Linked DNA regions of Mus musculus: region 1 is linked to region 2. Evidence: chromatin contacts called from public Hi-C data. All regions are on one chromosome and are shown on one strand. The core of a region is the stretch at or near the end of the contact, and the rest is flanking DNA. Distances in the headings are between cores, read along the strand shown. Region 1 overlaps Elmod1 (ELMO/CED-12 domain containing 1). Region 2 has its middle 20 kb from the start of Sln.

What was found. A called contact is a pair of places that touch in the nucleus more often than the background predicts.
Region 1: a Hi-C map of olfactory sensory neurons shows a contact between it and region 2, with 4 times the contacts expected there. The contact joins two enhancer-like sites. A contact is called at or near these places in 6 of 39 promoter capture datasets (the 3T3-L1 cell line, the HPC-7 cell line, embryonic stem cells and 3 more), 4 of 484 Hi-C or Micro-C datasets (the HL-1 cell line, muscle stem cells, nephron progenitors and 1 more) and 3 of 9 other capture datasets (adipose tissue, embryonic stem cells and pancreatic islet).

Annotation. Positions count from the first base shown.
Region 1 is chr9:53,940,772-53,943,680 of GRCm38.p6, reverse strand. All of the region lies in intron 2 of Elmod1 (ELMO/CED-12 domain containing 1), which reads left to right. Among named protein-coding and RNA genes, the nearest start is that of Elmod1, 33 kb to the left of the region's middle. Within about 2 kb of position 1,265, at least 2 of the 459 cell types and tissues checked have an H3K27ac peak or open chromatin away from gene starts, as enhancers often do. A contact at or near this core is called in olfactory sensory neurons, where this site is marked.
Region 2 is chr9:53,828,691-53,831,544 of GRCm38.p6, reverse strand. No RefSeq gene overlaps it. Among named protein-coding and RNA genes, the nearest start is that of Sln, 20 kb to the left of the region's middle. Within about 2 kb of position 1,589, at least 38 of the 459 cell types and tissues checked have an H3K27ac peak or open chromatin away from gene starts, as enhancers often do. A contact at or near this core is called in olfactory sensory neurons, where this site is marked.

The DNA.
Region 1 (2,909 bases), core at 16-2,515, 110 kb before region 2:
TGATTGTTCCTGTCAGCACTTGCTGAGATGACACCCATATTATAGCGACTGGATGGGTGTCTCACAGCGGAAGATGAGGAAGCTTGCTTAGCATTCAAACGCAGACCAATTTCCGGTAGCTTCTGCATTTTGTAAGCCCCATACCGTGTACTGCTATGAGTCTTTGTGAGTGAGATGGTCTCTGCTCCCAAGTAACAGAGCAGCTGGAGAGGCCATGCCAAGCTGAGATACAGGAGAGAACATGGTCTGTGGCAGTTGCAGGCTTTCTGTGATGTTCACAGATGTCTTCAGTGAGGTAACCCTGGAGCAGCCAGGTGGTTGGAATGTGGTTGTTTGGTGCTGGGATTCAAACTTTGGACCTTCACATTCTAAACATGTCGCTGGTCACTGAACAACATCTCCAGGACCTAGGACGTTAGTAGTTTAGAATAAGGACAGCAGGTGTAAGAGATGGAAAAGCCACTGTGAGCAAAGTAGAGTGAGCACCGCAGTGCAGGTGGCCCGCTTTGAGAGATGTGGACACCGTTTAGAGAGAGCAGAGAGTGAATGGAGGAATTTAGAGATAATCCTACATTTGTGACTATAGGATCAAACAGCCCAGAACACAATAGCGTTTTACCCCAACTCAAAGCAGGCTCCGAAGGGAATCCTTTTCTCTGCTAGCTTATCTCCCATTAACTAAAAACCCAGTCTAAGCCCTTCCTTTAACACACATGTGAAAGCAGAGACCCAGAGACACCAAGTAACTTGTCTGATACCACACAACTCATTCTGGCAAATTACAAATGCATTTGTAGTCTGATTTCTAGACTATCCAGGCAAATGTTCCACCCAATATCAACTGACTTCCTGTGCTTTTGAGGGACAACAGCACAGTGGTATGTGGCTATCCCTGAATTTTCATAGTATCACTTGAAACTTTGATAGAGTTTATTAGATAGAGAAGCTATCTTTTAAAAATAAATAAATAAAACAAAACCCAGCAGAGTATATAAATGGCCCATGCACCCAATTCCTCTCACAGAAGTTGGGTACTTTAATACATTGTCATAATTTTCCTTTTTTCAGGGCATATATATACATACATATATATACAGACATGTTTATATGTATATATAAAGCATAAATGCATACAGCCACATAAGCCATACATATACAGGCACACACATATAGCTGATTAATCTACATATATCTATGTGCACATATTGTAGTTTTTCCATGCATTGAAACAACAACTGTTTCTTCACTCAGTTATTCCCTCTGGGTGCCATCTCTAGGGTGTGCTATGCCAGTTCTGCACTGTGTTTTCCCTCAGCGTTTCAGGGGTTCACTCTTTGTCTATGTGACTATTTATTAAACCCCTTTCCCACAGAGACAAGATCAATGAAAGCCAGGGGCACCCCAGAGAAGCTGCTCTGGATTCTAGTTATTTATCTATGGGAATTTTCCCTCTTCCTCTGGAAAAAAACACAATGACCTCCCAGGCATTTTCTTAAGTCCCTGTGGGACAATCAAGATTGGCTTTCCTATTGCCTAAGAGACGGTCCACTGGTAAGCAGCTCATTTGCTCTTGCAAAATAGTTGAGTTCCCAATGCCAACTTCTGACAACACACAATCACCAGTAATTTCATCTCAGGTGGAGTTCTAGCCTTTGCAGGTAGACACCTGCATTCATAGCGCGCGCACACACACACACACACACACAAACCATACATATGCCACACAGACACATACAGACACACACTAACACACACATCCCACACACAAGCCACACACACACACAAGCATATAATTAAAAACAAAATTAATCTTATATTTTAATGATTAAGCTTTTCTGTGCCATTTCAGAGGACAGAACCATATATTTTCCTCTAGAATTATTATGTTATTTTTCAATATTTTGGTTTTAAATTTTTATTTATTATTATTGTATATGTATTTGTGCACATGTATGGTAAAGTGAAAGAGCATACATATATGTACATGTTTGTGGGGGCAAAGGTCCCAATGTTAGGTATTTTCCTCAGTCACTCTCCATCTTATTTTTTGAGACAGGGCCTCCTGTTGAACCTGGATCTCACTGGTTCAGCTACAGTAGCAGGAGAGGGACCCCGAGAGGTCCTCCCCTCTCTGCCTCCTCATAATTAGTGTTACGGGTGCACACTGCCACCCCTGGCTCTTTATGTGGGTGCTAGGGATTGAACTGAGGTCCTCCTGTTTGTGAAGAAACCTATAGAATCACCTCCCCAGCCCCTAGGTAAAAAAGTACTTTTATTTGCCAATAAAAGTTTATAGTTGATATGACATTTAAGTATGTTTTAATGTCAATATATAGTGTTTGCTGGTCGCCTCATGCATAATACACAGAACAAAAAATGTGAGTGTAAAAAAATGAATCTTGTAAAAGGAATGCCTTTACATATCAGATTTTTAATCTGAGTAAAGATAGCATTAATAAATTGAATTAAACCTCCATTCCTTTTCTGTGGATGGAAGAGGATGAACCATTAATTAATCATTTCACTGATCTCGTGATCCCTGCGTATTCTGTAAGCCCACAGATAAAGTCTCCCTGAATGTAAACACAATGCCCATCACCATGATGGGCAACAGAATTAGAGACAGCATCAAACCGTGGAAGATAGCTACCCACCAGTCCCTTTAATAGTTACTTCTCAGAAGGCAGTATGGTCTCTTCAGAGGAAGAATGCTAGGAAAGACTGTGAGCCTCACTCCACTGGTGACAGGGCCCAGGGACTCGCCCCTCTCTGTAAGAGAGGAACATTTTTCCAGCCACTCACAGGTGTTTTCTTTCTCCCATGTGTGATTTCCCATCCAGTTCACATAATCTTCTAACTCTCCCTTCCCCTTCAAAAGTGTGTGAAGAAGAAGGTCTGCTTCACTCAGC
Region 2 (2,854 bases), core at 340-2,839:
TGGGTACAGGGTAGTACTTGTGTGGTGGTCAGGGTACAACTGGCAGAAATCAGTTTTCTCCTAGTTCGTGGGTCCTTGGTATCAAATTCAAGTTGTTAGTCTCATCAGCGAGTGCTTTTACCCACCAAACCATCTCATAAGCACCATGAGGGAGCATTTGAATAGACCATGATGGAGCCACACAGTGGGGTGATACACCACTATAAAACAAAATCATAAAGACATCCATTTATTTTGCTGTGAAATACTCCTGGGGCATAGTGTTGAGTTAAGAAAAAATACAGGTTAAATCATAAAATTTTGCTTTCTGCTTGTTCTGTGAGATAGAGTCCCTCTCTGTAGCCCTGGCTGGCCTGGAACTCACTCTGTAGGACAATCTGACTTCAAACTCATAGAGATCTACCTACTTCTGCCTTCTAAGTGCTGAGACTAAAGGCCTGCACCACCAAGCCCAGCAAATAAATATTTCTTAACAGCTCGTGAGGTTCCACCCGCCATAGTTGTTTTGTTTTTGTTTTTGTTTTCTGAGACAGGGTTTCTCTGTGTAGCCCTGGCTGTCCTGGAACTCACTCTGTAGACCAGACTGACCTTGAACTTAGAAATCTGCCTACCTCTGCCACCCAAGTACTGGGATTAAAGGTGTGTGCCACCACTGCCCGACCATAGTTGTTTTTTTGAAGTATAAATTACTAAGTTTATTTTTGTTTCTAATGCTGGGAGGATTCCAGCCCTTGTGTGTTAAGTGTAGGGTGGGAGCAGGCACTGTGGTTTCTTACAATTAACTGTTAAACCTGAGAATCACAAGGAGAAAAGACCAAATCCACTATTGTCCAATCAAAGCAAGCTGTATTTCAGGGTCCAGTGTGGACCAGCCAGCCAGCTGTCTCACCAAGTCAGAATTTGAAAGAACAAGCCTCTGAGAGGACAATTACTTCGGGTGAATAGAAAATACTTCTACACCAAGGCTGTGGGGTTTGACCAAGATGCAAGGCCAGTTAACAGCTAAAATGAAGGGCCAGGTTTATCTCTTGCCTTCTCCATTGTATACTGCACTACACAAACACGAGCTTTGCACATGGGGGGGGGGGGGTTGTAGCCTCGTCTGAGGGAATATAGCACCTCTTTTAAAAAATACAAATTAATTAAAGAAAAAAAAAGTTCTTCCGGGCTGTAGAGATGGCTCAGCAGTTAAGAGCACTGACTGTTCTTCCAGAGGTCCTGAGTTTGATTCCCAGCAACCACATGGTGGCTCACAACCATCTGTAATGGGATCTGATACATTCTTCTAATGTGTTTCTGAAGACAGCTGCAGTGTGCTCATATAAATAAAAAATAAATCTTTAAAAATTTTTTTAAAAAGTGTTCTTCCTGCAGTTACTAAAATTCCAGGGCATTCTTGTCCTGTATGGTAATGCAGGTTGGGGTGATATGCCTTCAATAAAAATGAGTGATGTAATCTAACCTGAGGAAGGATGGTCTTTACCCAGCTGCCTCTCAGAACCCAGTGTTGCTGTGTAGAGTATACCCTCCCAGGAGGCTTTCCAGAGGACCCTGGGATTCCAGATCTTACTGGAAGCACCACCCACAGAGCTCCTGAGCCACTGGGAGCCAAATCTTCCAGACCTTCCGGTAGCAAGGTGCAGGAACCCGCAAGGGGCAAGATTCAGACCCAATTGTCTGAGTGGTGAGGCATCAAATTGTCAGCCCAGCTCCTCTGTGTCTGATGTGATATCTATCAGGGGAAGAGGGCGAAGGAGATGGCAAGCAGCTTCCTAAGAGCACAAATTCAGTCTCACTACCGGATATGGAAGCAAACATAAATACAATCTTATCTAATCTCTCCGTCTTGGGAGGGAACGGTACAGCCTGATCTGGGGAAACCGGGAGCCGCTGGAGACATACAGCCCTAATAATACACATGTTCTTTCTCCGGTTATTAAATATCAGCAAGGTAATGCCACGATTCAGCTGAACAAAGTCCCCGGAGGCTTTCGGTTATTTTCCAAAATTTTTGTCTCAATACTGCCACCAAGTGTTCAGTGCCCTCACTTCTCAAACCTCAGCTTAACTGTTAAAGGGAAAGCTGTTTAACCCTAGGAAAGACCAAGGGGGGGGGGGGCGGGGGGAGGTGTCTATAATGCATTTTTGAGTGGGGAAAGTAAAAAATATAAGTTCCAAAGCAGTATGTACTTTTGAATCCAAACACATGGGTTGAGTGTGTGTATATGTGCAAACTTTTTCATATGTGTGCATGCATAAAACAAAAGCGAAGCAAGCAAAATACCTAGCACAGAGCTGAGACTATGGTTCAGTAGAGCTCTCAACAAATATGTCATGAACCCCCAAGGCCTCATACCAAAAATAGACGGATGAATGGATGGGTGGATAGATATAGACAGACAGACGGACAGATACCAAGAAACAGTCACCAAGTAATTGGTGATCATTATCTCTAGTTGTGGGATTTAGGGATATTTTATTATTTCCTTGCTTCACCTCCCAACTTGCAAGAGTGCACTGGCCACAGATAGTGTTCTCATTTTCTAATGGAAAACACTACCTTAACCCTGGTGGCTTAAGACAGCCTAACCTCATTTTCCCACAGTTTGGGCAATTGCAAGTCGGAAACTGTTCTCACTGGACTTCCATGGCCTCTCCCTGTTCAAAACCAGCCAAAGCCAGCAGAGCCCTTTCCACCGGAGTTTTACCTATTCAAAATGATAATTTTAAGGAATCGCACCTCCTGGCTTCAGGTTGTTTCCAGAAGGCAGCAAGAAGTGTTTAGAAGGGAGGGTGCGGTTCAGAGCACCAGGTTCTCCTCCCGCAAGGGAAGACGCACATTTCCTCTTTTGTT